Regions from separate parts of the Rattus norvegicus genome. Here region 1 is linked to region 2. Evidence: chromatin contacts called from public Hi-C data. All regions are on one chromosome and are shown on one strand. Each heading gives the region's core, a stretch centred on a gene start, on an enhancer-like site or on the middle of the called end of the contact. The rest is flanking DNA. Distances are from core to core; before and after follow the strand shown. Region 1 has its middle 44 kb from the start of Trnap-agg75. Region 2 overlaps Sorl1 (sortilin related receptor 1).

What was found. A called contact is a pair of places that touch in the nucleus more often than the background predicts.
Region 1: a contact with region 2 is called in a Hi-C map of psoas muscle, with 1.6 times the contacts expected there. The contact joins two enhancer-like sites. A contact is called at or near these places in 4 of 12 Hi-C or Micro-C datasets (frontal cortex, liver, mammary epithelial cells and 1 more).

What each region holds. Positions count from the first base shown.
Region 1 is chr8:51,466,629-51,472,179 of GRCr8, forward strand. No RefSeq gene overlaps it. Among named protein-coding and RNA genes, the nearest start is that of Trnap-agg75, 44 kb to the left of the region's middle. Within about 2 kb of position 1,988, at least 29 of the 93 cell types and tissues checked have an H3K27ac peak or open chromatin away from gene starts, as enhancers often do.
Region 2 is chr8:51,382,702-51,388,697 of GRCr8, forward strand. It overlaps Sorl1 (sortilin related receptor 1), which reads right to left. Exons shown (of 48, transcript NM_053519.1): 2 at 1,387-1,503. Among named protein-coding and RNA genes, the nearest start is that of Sorl1, 16 kb to the right of the region's middle. Within about 2 kb of position 4,465, at least 17 of the 93 cell types and tissues checked have an H3K27ac peak or open chromatin away from gene starts, as enhancers often do.

The sequences.
Region 1 (5,551 bases), core at 738-3,237, 81 kb after region 2:
ATTATTCATCCAATTGGCCAGATCAAGTCCACAGTCTTGCCCAGAGTCAAGAGGTGGGGAAACAGAGGATTAGGGACTTTGAAGTCAATTGAATCAATTGAAATGACAAGGGACTCTGGCAGGCACTAGGTTCCTCTCCTGACGGATCTGACTGAAGGCTGTCGTTTTCAGGAGGCACCTGAGCTGCAAAGCACGACCCCTCCTCACCCTTGGCTCACCAGGCACCTCAGGCAGATGTCTCCCCAGACAGGCCTCCCAGCTGTTTGCTCCAGCTGTGCAACGGTGCCCACGCAATTCAGACCAGACCCAAGCATAGGGGGAGATATGACCAGAGAGAGAAATCTGTTAATAAAATATAAAAGTAAGTTTGAGTTTAACTCCGCGCAGACTCCCAAGTTTCCCTCAGTCTATATAGACCCTAGACTTGTCCACAAATACAGTATCTTCTTTTTTTTCCTTTCTTCTTTTAACTTTCAGTTTCTGAAATAGCATCTTCTATAGCCCAGGGTACATAAACTCCTGCTCCTCCAGCCTATCCTAGAGGTGAGCCACTGCGCCCAGTGTGTATTTACCACCTAGTGGTTTGGATAGGTGATTCATTGAACACAGCTTAAACGACTCCTGTGTGAATCCCCTCTCCTCCCCGGTGAGCTAGTCCATCTCAGAGGCAAATGACGTTACTTTAAATCACTGTCATCCAAAAAGGGAAGAGAAGATTTGATACAAACAAATACATATGCTTTGCCGTTGAGAGCGTAGTTTGAGGTTACTTTTCCAATTAACGTTATTTCAATACGGCATTTCCCAAACTAAGGCATAAAAAAATGCTCTCGTTCTTGTTTAGGGCTTCGTGATTTTCCATTGTGTGAGTGCACGGAAGCTTCTGTGATCACTCCCTGCTGGCGGCCATTAAGTTGATGTCCCTTCTCTTGGTGGTATATAATTAGATGCAAAGAGATCTGCGGGAAGACACAGACAGAATCCAAGTTTAGGATTAATGAATGGATTGATGACACTGGCTTCTCTATTGTCCTCTGATTGGAGTCTTTGTCTCAGTTGTAATTGTTAAACGGGCACGCTCGTGCACACACACACACACACATACACACGCACACACATGCAAAGATGGCCAATAGAAGATAAAGGAATTTGCATCCAAGAATGATGGTCTGAGTTAAATTCCTAGGTCCCATATGGTGGAAAAAGAGAATGGGTTCTAGAGTTTTGTCCTCAGACCTCCACAAGAACACTGTAGTATGCATGTACACAAACTTTTACACACACACACACACACACACACACACACACACACACACAAAAGCAAAAAAAAAAAGCCCACAGAAAATATCATGAGATACTTGGCATGTATCTGTTATATTGAACTATATGTTTTAACCAGACATACCAGAGAACAGGGTCCTGGAGGAGACAGATGGCTATGATTCAAAATAGAAGCCCGTCTGGGAATCCAGCCCAGGGCTGGAGTGTGTGCTTATCCTGCACAAGGCCTGTATCAAATCCCCCAGCACCCGCCTGAGTTTACAAGGCTGGTGGGTACTATTTGGGCAAGCCAGCTCATTGTAGCATCTCCTCATGCATGGCGGCGGCTCTGCACTAGGTGCCTCTGCTCTGTTCTGCTCTCTGCACTCTTCGGATCCAGAGGCTGAATTCAAGGTACACAGAATCAGTCACTTGGAAAAACCATGTCTTGGCCACGATCATTGGATTCATGTGGATCTCAGGTCAACTCAGGCAAACCAAAATGACAGTCAGCACTGAGAATTCAGGGAGGATGTTAACGTATCCACAGCCACCGTGTACACTGATTGTTTCTGAATGGTAGCGTGTGTACCTGCTGCCTCAGAATTACTAAGAAACAAGTTAGGCCTGGCATATCAGACCCATGGAGCCAGTTTCTCTAGAGTCTATAATAAGCTCCCTTCAGGCCCCGTCATGTCTGGGAACTCTACCAAGAAAACAGCATAAGTAAACATGACTGCGTTCAGAAACTAGGAAGCTCAGCCCTTCCAGAGTCTATATATGGGACACACCAAATGTTCCCTTGCTCAAGTCGCCTGACGCTAAGTCATGGAGGACTGAGCTTTCTCTCTGGCTTGAAAGGGCTCGGCTGCTGACATGGGTCCCTCATGGATGGGACTCTGAAGTGGTAACATACAGAGAAGCATGTGGTAGGGCAATCCTTGCTAGGAGGCTGCTCTAAATCTCCTTCTGCCTTTTCCACAGCCCTTCTAGGTGCGCAGTAAGTGGTGAATGTTTGGCTGTGACATTGGGATAGGTTGAATAGACAAGGAAGCTAGTCTGGGGGTGGGCGGTGGGAGGGATACTAAGTCCAAGACTGGCCACAGAGCCCCATGGGCAGAGGTGACTCCTAGGACTCCTTTACAGTAGCACAACCTGCTTTTTCTGGAAGGCGAATGGGTCTAGGCCAGTGGATGAGCAGTATAGGGCAGGGGGAAATATTGTCTGGATTTAAAGTCTGGAGTCAATATGGAGAGCTCTGATTTCTCATCAGGGAGCAAGGTTCAAAGTCCTGGTGATTTAGTAAGACCTGAGTCCTAACTGTAAAGGATCTGTTGGCCCTAGAGTTGGGCCATAGGGGACTGCCATTCTTCGATTTAATCTGACCTTCGATGCAGTTTTCATCTCCTGTGTAATTGCATTGCAGATTCAATCTCCGAACTCCAACCAGGACTCCATCCAGAGCTGTGTGTGGGTTGTGATGATTTGCCATTCCAGGGTAGAGATGAGCAAATCCACCCCCTTTCAGACATCACAGGCAGCTTCTCAAGGCCCTAACCACACCCTGCACAAAGTTGGCATTCAATGAACGCCAATGTATGGGGAGTCCAGGACAGTAAGGCGGCAATTATCCTGAAAGGAAGTTGTGTCTAGAGATAGCTGGCCTCTCCTACTGCATAGAGATCATGATGGGCTGGTGTTTCCCAGAATTCGTATTGGTGTTGTGAGTCTGCGCTAGTGTGTTTGTACAGAATAGCATGCAATAACCCTCTGTGGTCTCAAAGTATGCCCTTCTCACACACACACAAAAATCACAGGTAGAGATGATCCTCCTTGTCATCAGGGTCATAATTGACACTCCTACAACCAAAGACACATTAATGAGAAAGTGTAACATGTTGACCAATGTTTTATGTGATACAGGAGATCTAAAAAGTGAAAATTCGGTTAAGAGCACCGACTGCTCTTCCAGAGGTCCGGAGTTCAATTCCCAGCAACAACATGGTGGCTCACAACCATCTGTAATGGGATCCGATGGCCTCTTCTGGTGTGTGTACACAGTGACAGTGTACTCATATAAATAAAAAGTGAAAATTCAGACAGGGAATGGGGCTCTGTGGATAGAGTACCTGCCTAGTATTTTAGCTTAAGACTTTCGACTTGACAGCTACAGTCGTCTGAGAGAGAAATTGCCTACATGAGGACTATCTTGGCTGTTAACAGTTGCAAGAGGTCCCGGCCTACTGTGGGTGGAACTATTTCCTGGCCAGGTTGGTCCTGAGCTGTAGAACCTAGCTAGCTAACACAGGTTTTCAAGTTAGCCAGCAAACAGCATTTGCTCGTGGTTACTGCTCTGTTTCCTCATCTGTGAATGAGTTCCAGAGGCAAGGCTCTGCGGGACAGCAAACTTGCCCTGAGTTCCTGCTTTTATTTCACTCAATGATGGACGGTGAGCTACAAGCTAAAATAAACTCTTTCCTCCCTGAAGTTGCCCTTGATCAAGTTATTGGTCACAGCAACATAATGACATTAGAATACCTAGCCTGCAAAAGGCCCTGGATTTGATCGCCAATGCTACACAATTAGGTGTGGTGGTGCAGATCTGAAATCCCAACAGTGGGGAGAGAGACTGGAGAAGCAGGTGTTCAAGCTCATTTACAACTACTTAGCAAGCCTGAAGCTCACCTGGGTTGGAAGACTATTGAGATGCTCCTCTACGTCTCTAAGGGGAGTCCCCACCCATGCTGGGCGTGGAGAAAGAGGAACACCCACACTGCTGTAAGAAACCTCTCACTGCTGCTCTATAAGGAAGCTCAATGAAGTCCTTTGTTCCTCTGGGTGAACATAGGCCAATCTGTACCTGAGTTTGTATTTGGGACCTTAGTGCGAGGGGGTAGACATGCTTACACCTCCCCCTGGGAAGAAATTTTAGCAACACGGTCTCTCATGCACACCCCAGACTTAACCGCAATTTACAGAAAACACCCTCTAATGATCCCGCTTTCTTGAAGTTCGACAAAAATGCACAGTGAGTTGCCAAGACCAGGGTGTTCTTCATCAAGGACTCTGGAGAAGATAACACTTAATTTGCTCTCCTGTCAGCCTTGTTATGCGGATGAATTCCAGGGAGTGATGTATGCTTTTTTTGTAAAGTCAGCAAGCCATTGTTGAGCAGAACTTCTGCAGATATTGTCAGCAGGGACATAATCTGGGTCAATGAATCATAAATTCTATTTTGGTAGTTTGCCGAAGACAACACTGAAGACAGAGCTGTCCCGAAGGGGAAAACTTGAAAGAGACACAGAAGGGAGCAGCAATGCTGCAGAGCAGGAGAGAAAGGAGAGGGGCATTCTGCCCAACAGATTGTATGTAGGCTTCCCTTCGACTGTTTAGGCATCAAGCAGGTTGGTCTTTCTCTTCCCCTCTGGGTCCTGGAATAACAGCATAGCTGTGGATACAACAGACGGTGCAACCATACAGGAACTCGACACTGGCAAAAGGTCCCTGGGGTCTTCCAATGACTGCCGCTGCTCAGTTTATCAACTGGTAAAGAACCACTTTGTCCCTGAGAACAAATCCGCAGCCATTAAATGACAGCAGCTGGGCATGGTTCGCATTGTCCTTGTTTGTATAGGTTTCAGAAAACAGCAAGGTTATACACTAACTTACCTCTCTTTCCCATTAATGAAGTTCGGGTGCTGCTATTGTTGATGGGGGGTTGGGAGCAGAAGGAAGTGGGGATGTGTTCACTAGACTCGGGCTTTCTTCCATTATAACTTTATCTGACTTTATAAATGAAAAACACCGGAGATAAACAGTGATTAGCAGGCCTGTCGCTACCACTCATAAAGCGGTGACGTCTGCGCTCTTCCACTGAAATGCCCTTCTGTTTAGCTCATCAAGGTCACGGAGGCAGACTAATTACCTAGGGGTTTACTCACAGTCAAGGTCGGACAACTGTTTACCCCTTACCACGGTCCCTCCGCTGGTCCTCAGGGCTTCACACAAGTGAGAACAGCTGTCCTTTGTTTATGATGAGGACAGCAAGAAAAATGAAGAACTAGTAGCTGCAGGCGGGATCTGGAGGTGACATAGGAAAAGTGTCACTGTGCTCCTAATGTGGGGCCCAGGAATGAGTTACCAGGGACAGTGGCAGAAAAGATAGGAGGATCAATCACAGAAACCCACCCTGAAGTGGACCATTTCGGTACTCATCCTTCTGGCTAATTTGGGGTTCTGCGGGTCCCCATCTGTCAGCCATGACTGCAGAGGCAGGCAGATGGTGTTTGCC
Region 2 (5,996 bases), core at 3,215-5,714:
AACCAGTGACCTATATGACCGTGTGCTCAGGAGATCTGGCTATTCTGGACCAGTAACCTGCATGGCCTCCAGGTCCTAGGGCCTGTCTCAGCACGGCCCTGAGAAGTATTTCTGCTGCTTCCGAATGCCTCTCTACCACTCACCAAGTACCAGACACCACACTGCAGTGAAGAGACAGACAGTGTTTCTCAAGCCTGTGTCTCTTTTAAAGGTGCAGAAATGACCTACCATCCAAGGCCATCCTGGTCTGCATAGAAAGCTCCAGACTAACCAGGGCTACACAGTGAGACCCTGTCTCAGGGAAAAAAACAAAAACAAAAACAAAAACAAAACAAGTAAACCTTGGAGGTGCCTTCCCTCCCATCCTGGATCTGGGGGTCTTGCACAGGCTTCTCAGTTTGTAAACATTGTTTTCATGTCTTCAAATCATTCAACCAAAACAACAATCATCAACAGAAAGTGTGGAAATTAGGAATTAAGAGAATTCGTGTCAGGCAGGCATGGTGACTCCTGCTTATAATCCCAGCACTGGAGAGGCTGAGGCTGCAGGACTGCTGTAAGTTCAAGGCCAACCAAGAGACAGTTATGGAAACTATAGAGTATGCTAGAGAGTGAGATCCTGTAACAAAACAAACAAAAAACAATATAGATCAATGATAGAAAGAAAGAAGGAAAAAGAAAGAAAGAAAGAAAGAAAGAAAGAAAGAAAGAAGGAAAGAAAGAAAGACAGATAATAGAACAGACAGATAGATGATAGATATTGATAGAGATGTTGTTAGATATATGGACAGATGAAGATTGATATAGATTAGATATAGATATAGGTAAGTAGATGATAGATGGATGGATATGATAGATAAACAGAAGATGGAGAGATAGATGATACAAGATAGATGATTGACAGACATACATAGGAGATGTATAGAGAGAGCTTGGATATACATGCAGATAAAGGGGTGGTATATGATAAGTAAAGAAGAAAGAGACCGAGTCTGTCAACAGCTCATCAACCTTGTCAGCATATGGAAAAAAAAATAAAACAGTTGGACTCGATCTGGACCAGCTCCAAGCCGCTCAGCCCTGGAGTGCTCTTTGGCCCTTTGTGGAGCTATCAGTGCAGGCCACCTGTGAGATTTGCAGCCACCAAGGCAGACTACCTATGACTTCACAAAAGCCACCCTACACTGCACACATCTCCTTGGACGCCTCCACCCTGCGTTCAGCACACGAGGGATGCACTCATTACTTTCCGTATCTCTTCACTGTCATATAGTTCATTCCATCCATCCCCTGAGTCCCCACGATTTTTTCTGACATGGCAACCTAGAAGATCAGAGGGGACATGTCAATAGTAGCAGGAAGGCCCAGGGTTACACAGGTACTTACATCACTGCTCTTGGGCCTTGTCAATGCCAGGCTGTCTCGGGCTAATGCCACGATCACGTTGCTTTTCTCTCCAGCCCAGTGCACCACCATCTGATTGTGGGAGTCATTCAGGCTGACCTGAAAGAGACCAAAAGGAAATCAAGACCCGTGGTGAGTGACAGGCACACACATTCCAAATCGAGGCTCTTGGTGCTCCTCTGTCACTCAGACTCTGAGATGTGAGGTGTGGGGTCAGGGCAGACTCTTCTTACTGCCCTGCAAAATCTACCGTTTGCACCTTCCCCAGGAAGAAACACCAACCCCTTCTGCAATCAGTGACCCTGTGGATTTAGTCAGACTACAGAGAACCTTCCTGGGATAGCACTGCCCAAGGGACTCCTTTGCTTTGCTTCATCTTTGTTGACGTCAATCCCCAGCTACACTGATCTTTACTCTGCATGTGTGATGTGTACCTGTAAAACTGTAAACACTATTTATTCAAAAAAAATTCTCTATAGGCTGTAAATAGTGGGATGGGGAAGGGGCCAGCTAATTGAGGATGGGCATTGGATGGAAGGAATAACTGTTTTTTTTTAACTTATATTTGAGCACGCACACACACATACATGCAAACACACACACACACATGCACACACATGCACACAAACACATGCATACACATATATATGCACACACATACACATACACACATACATGCACACACACATGCACACAAACACACACACATGCACACATACACACACATGCACACAAACACACACATACACACACAAACACACACACATACACACACATGTACACACACACACACACACACACACACGCACACACACGCTCATGAGTGCAGTATGTGTGGAGGTCAGAGAACGGGACAACTTCCTTGGAGTCAGACCTCTCCCTTCAACCATGTAGGTTCCAGGAACTCAATTTAGGTTATCTGTCTTGGCCACAAACATCTTCACCCACTGAGCCATCTCACCCATCAGAAGAAATACCAGAAGTTCTGTATTACAGTAGGATGACTATCACTGACAGCAACGGTTAATTGTACTCAAAATGGAGATGATGTTAAATACTCTCGATGCAAAGAAATGACTGACTCTGACTGGGATGCCTCTCAGTTCCCTGCTGTACCGAGGATGTACCAAGTATCTGACCATTGCACACACACTGAAACAGCTCCACACTGAACCTCAGGAACACAGACCAGTGTGTGCCAGTTAAAAATAAGCACACAGCCCTGTTGTCCTTCCCCATCCACAGGTGGCAACTCCAGATCCTAATGGCCCAGATGCGAGCAGAGAAAGAGCCTGAGTTCCTGACCAATAGACAGGCCTGCCAATCAATGATCAGGAACACTCCCTTGGAACTGATCAGATTTGAGGGATATATTTATTGACGATAGAAAGCTTTCAAGATTTGTCTGTTAAAACTGAGGAAGGGAACAAAAGGGAACAAAGAACTTGCTTTCACCTCACTCTTACCACATGGAAAATTAGCAGTGTGGCCTTTTCTCCTTTCCCTGTTGTGCCTGTGGCTGTACCGCTCTGAAACCATGTGTTCTCGCCTTAGTTCACCAATGCAAGGACATACATGAGCTCCAAGACTTGCTTTTCAGAACACTTGAGCTCTACATGTCACCCAACCGGTGGGGAAACCGACAAGCGGACAAGCTCCGGGTGCATCACTGAGAAACAGGAGAAGGCCTCCCCAAACCTTCAGAGTACTCTGAAACAAGCCTAGTCTCTGCCAGCCTCCGGAGTCATCTCAGACCCACAGGCAAGGAGGTGGAGCCTAAGGGACCCGGCGGGCGCCTGGAGAGCTCATCTGCCCAGCACCAACACTAGCTCTAGGACTAAGGAGTTCACATTGAGTGAGCCCACACTTCCGACTGCAGAGCTCTAGCAGAAAACCTGCCTCTCTCACAGCTCCACCCTCTTCCTTTCCTTTCCTTACCTCCTCCACCCACTCCGTGGGGGTGCTTTCAGATGTCACAAGGGAGAAGAAAAACACCTGGGCCACAAACTTGGCAGCCAGCTCCACCAAGGAGCTAACTAATCTGTAACAGCCCGGCTTTGGCTTTTAAGCACCTGCATCTAATTTGATCCAAGAACCAAACGTTTAAAAGTACCTGAAGAGAGACCGCTTCAAATAAAAAGACACTTGAGATACGTATATATTTTTGAGAAATAGATATATTTCCCTCCGAACTGCACTTCTCATTCCCAGTAGATATGTCCAGGCAAGCATCAACAGAAATGTGCAAATCAAAAACAAGAAATAAATTATTTAAATCAAAAAAAAAAAAAAAGCTAAGAGACTCTCCCATGCCCCCTCCCACCCCTGCAACTCAAACTTTCTTGTAACTTTCTCTTCCCTCCCCCTCCCTTCCAACCTAGGCTTCCAGGAAGAAACTGGAAATACTCATGGCTCAGAAGCCCACCAGCACAGACACCTCAGATACTCAGGCCAAAACCCTCTTGCCTACAAAGCCATCTGCACCCCAGGAACCAGAGAAGATCAAACAAGACACCTATGTAAATGGCACTCAGAAAAGGGGGTTAGGAACCTAGGAGAATCGCCTGAAGTTCCCATGAGATCTAAGATGAAAAGGTGACCCATCCGTATGCAACCTGGCCATCCTCAAAGACAGGGCGAAGCCCTCCCTCTGGCGGGTTAACAATCGGAGGACACTTTGAACAGGCTACAAAGTGTTACAGGATCAGAGTCGGGAAGAGGTCTGACAGCACTTGCTGGGGCCTTTGTAGCAGAGGACATAGGTTTTGTTATCTGATCCTAAGGGATGAGGGATGAAATGGGCACAAAAAGAGGCATCCAAATATTCCAAGGGGGGGTTCTTATAAAGAGGGCCTCTGAGGGGTGAGCTTGGTGGAGCGCTTTTTTCTAAGCCCTTTCTATCTGATGTCCCCTTTATTCCCAAGAGCAGACTGGAAAAGGGCAGCCCAGCGAAGGGAAAGAGAAGGCTCCCTGGCAAGCAAAGGCGTGTCCAAGGGTCACCAGGCACTCGCACAAACGGTTCAGTTCCTTGCCTTGGCAAAGATGTCAAGCACATCCAGTCATGAGAATAACTCCCTGGTGAGTCACCACTAATCTTCAAGGCAGCCCAGGTGCCCATCCCCCCTCCTCCAAAGCACAGGACCCAAATCAGTAGCAGGAATCGATGCACCCCAAGGACAGGCAAGGGAGCCAGGAGAGGGAAGTAGGCAAGCCATAAATTTTATTAAGGTCACAACATGCAGTCTATTTTCCTCCCGTCCACGGCTGGACTACAGGAAAAGGCAGGATGCAGTGCCCAGAGGACTGTGGCCAAGAAACCAACAGCCCCCCAGGGCAGCCCACACCATTGAGAACCCACAGATTCCTGTGGCTGGATCCCCTTGGTGATTTCTAGTGTGTTTGCCCGCGCTGCGGCCAGCTCTCCCTGTCACCTGCCCTCTACAGCAGCTGCAGGCTTGCAGACTGGTTCCACCAGCCTCTCCCACTTAGTTCCACAGGCTGATCTAGGAGACACTGGCCTGCCAGTGGGTGGGAGAAGGTGGGAGTGTGACTTTTCCAGGAACATAACCTTGATGTGTAGTCAGTCATAACCATAACCCCGGGGTGTGAACAACCTTCCTTCTCTTGTCTCTGGCTTGCAGGGCATAGCTGGAGCCTGATAAATGAGACACAATTAATTGGGGCCGGAAAGGCAACAGAGAGGGGCCGAGTGCCTCTGCTGGTGGGGGTGGGGAGGAAGGGAAGGTAAGACTGCACGCTACAAGGGTCTCCGAGAAAAACTCCGTCTTTGATGACAAACTAAATCTGTAGGCTTGTCGGACCTCTGCTAGGCTCGCAGGCAAGGGTTTAAGGGAACCCCAAGAGGCCCTGGTCTAGGATGAACGCCCTGGAGGTTCAGCCCTCCAGAGGCTACTCTAATATCAAACCCAGAGGTCCCCGAGTCCATAATCAAAACCCTAGAAGCCATGTGGCCCAGGATCGGTATCCCAGAATTCACCTGGTTAGAAACTAGAGACCTAGAGAGCCACGGCCCGAGATCAAAAGCCCTGTCCGTCCCATCCAGAGTTACTTATTCAGAAGCCCCTGAAGGTAGCCCATGAATGAGCCTTTGGAAAACACATAAAAAGCCTGAGGCTCGTTTGGAAGATGATGCATCTGCCCTAGTCTCCCGCTTCCAGGTATCGAGAAGCGAAGGCAGCACTGTGTTTGTTGATGGGTTGAAGAGGAGTCAGCACGGCCTTTGGTGGGGAGCTGGGGAGAAAGCTTGACTTCTGAAATTTGGCGTGGTTGTTAATGACGACTCTATGCGACGCTAATTCCTTGCTTTAATACAACATACCAGGCACAAAGGGTCACACACTGCATGACTCAGTCTCTATAAAATATCCTGGGCAGGGAAACCCATGAGGAGAGAGAGAAGTGAGCGGCCGCCAGGAGGCTGAGGAAGAGGAGAGGAGGGAATATCTAATTTTCTTTGGGACGCCGAGAACGTCACAGACACGGACAGAGATAATAGACACACAAGGCACGGGTGTACCGAATGCCACTGGATTTTCAATGGCCGTAATGTAAATTCCACCTCATTTTAAAAA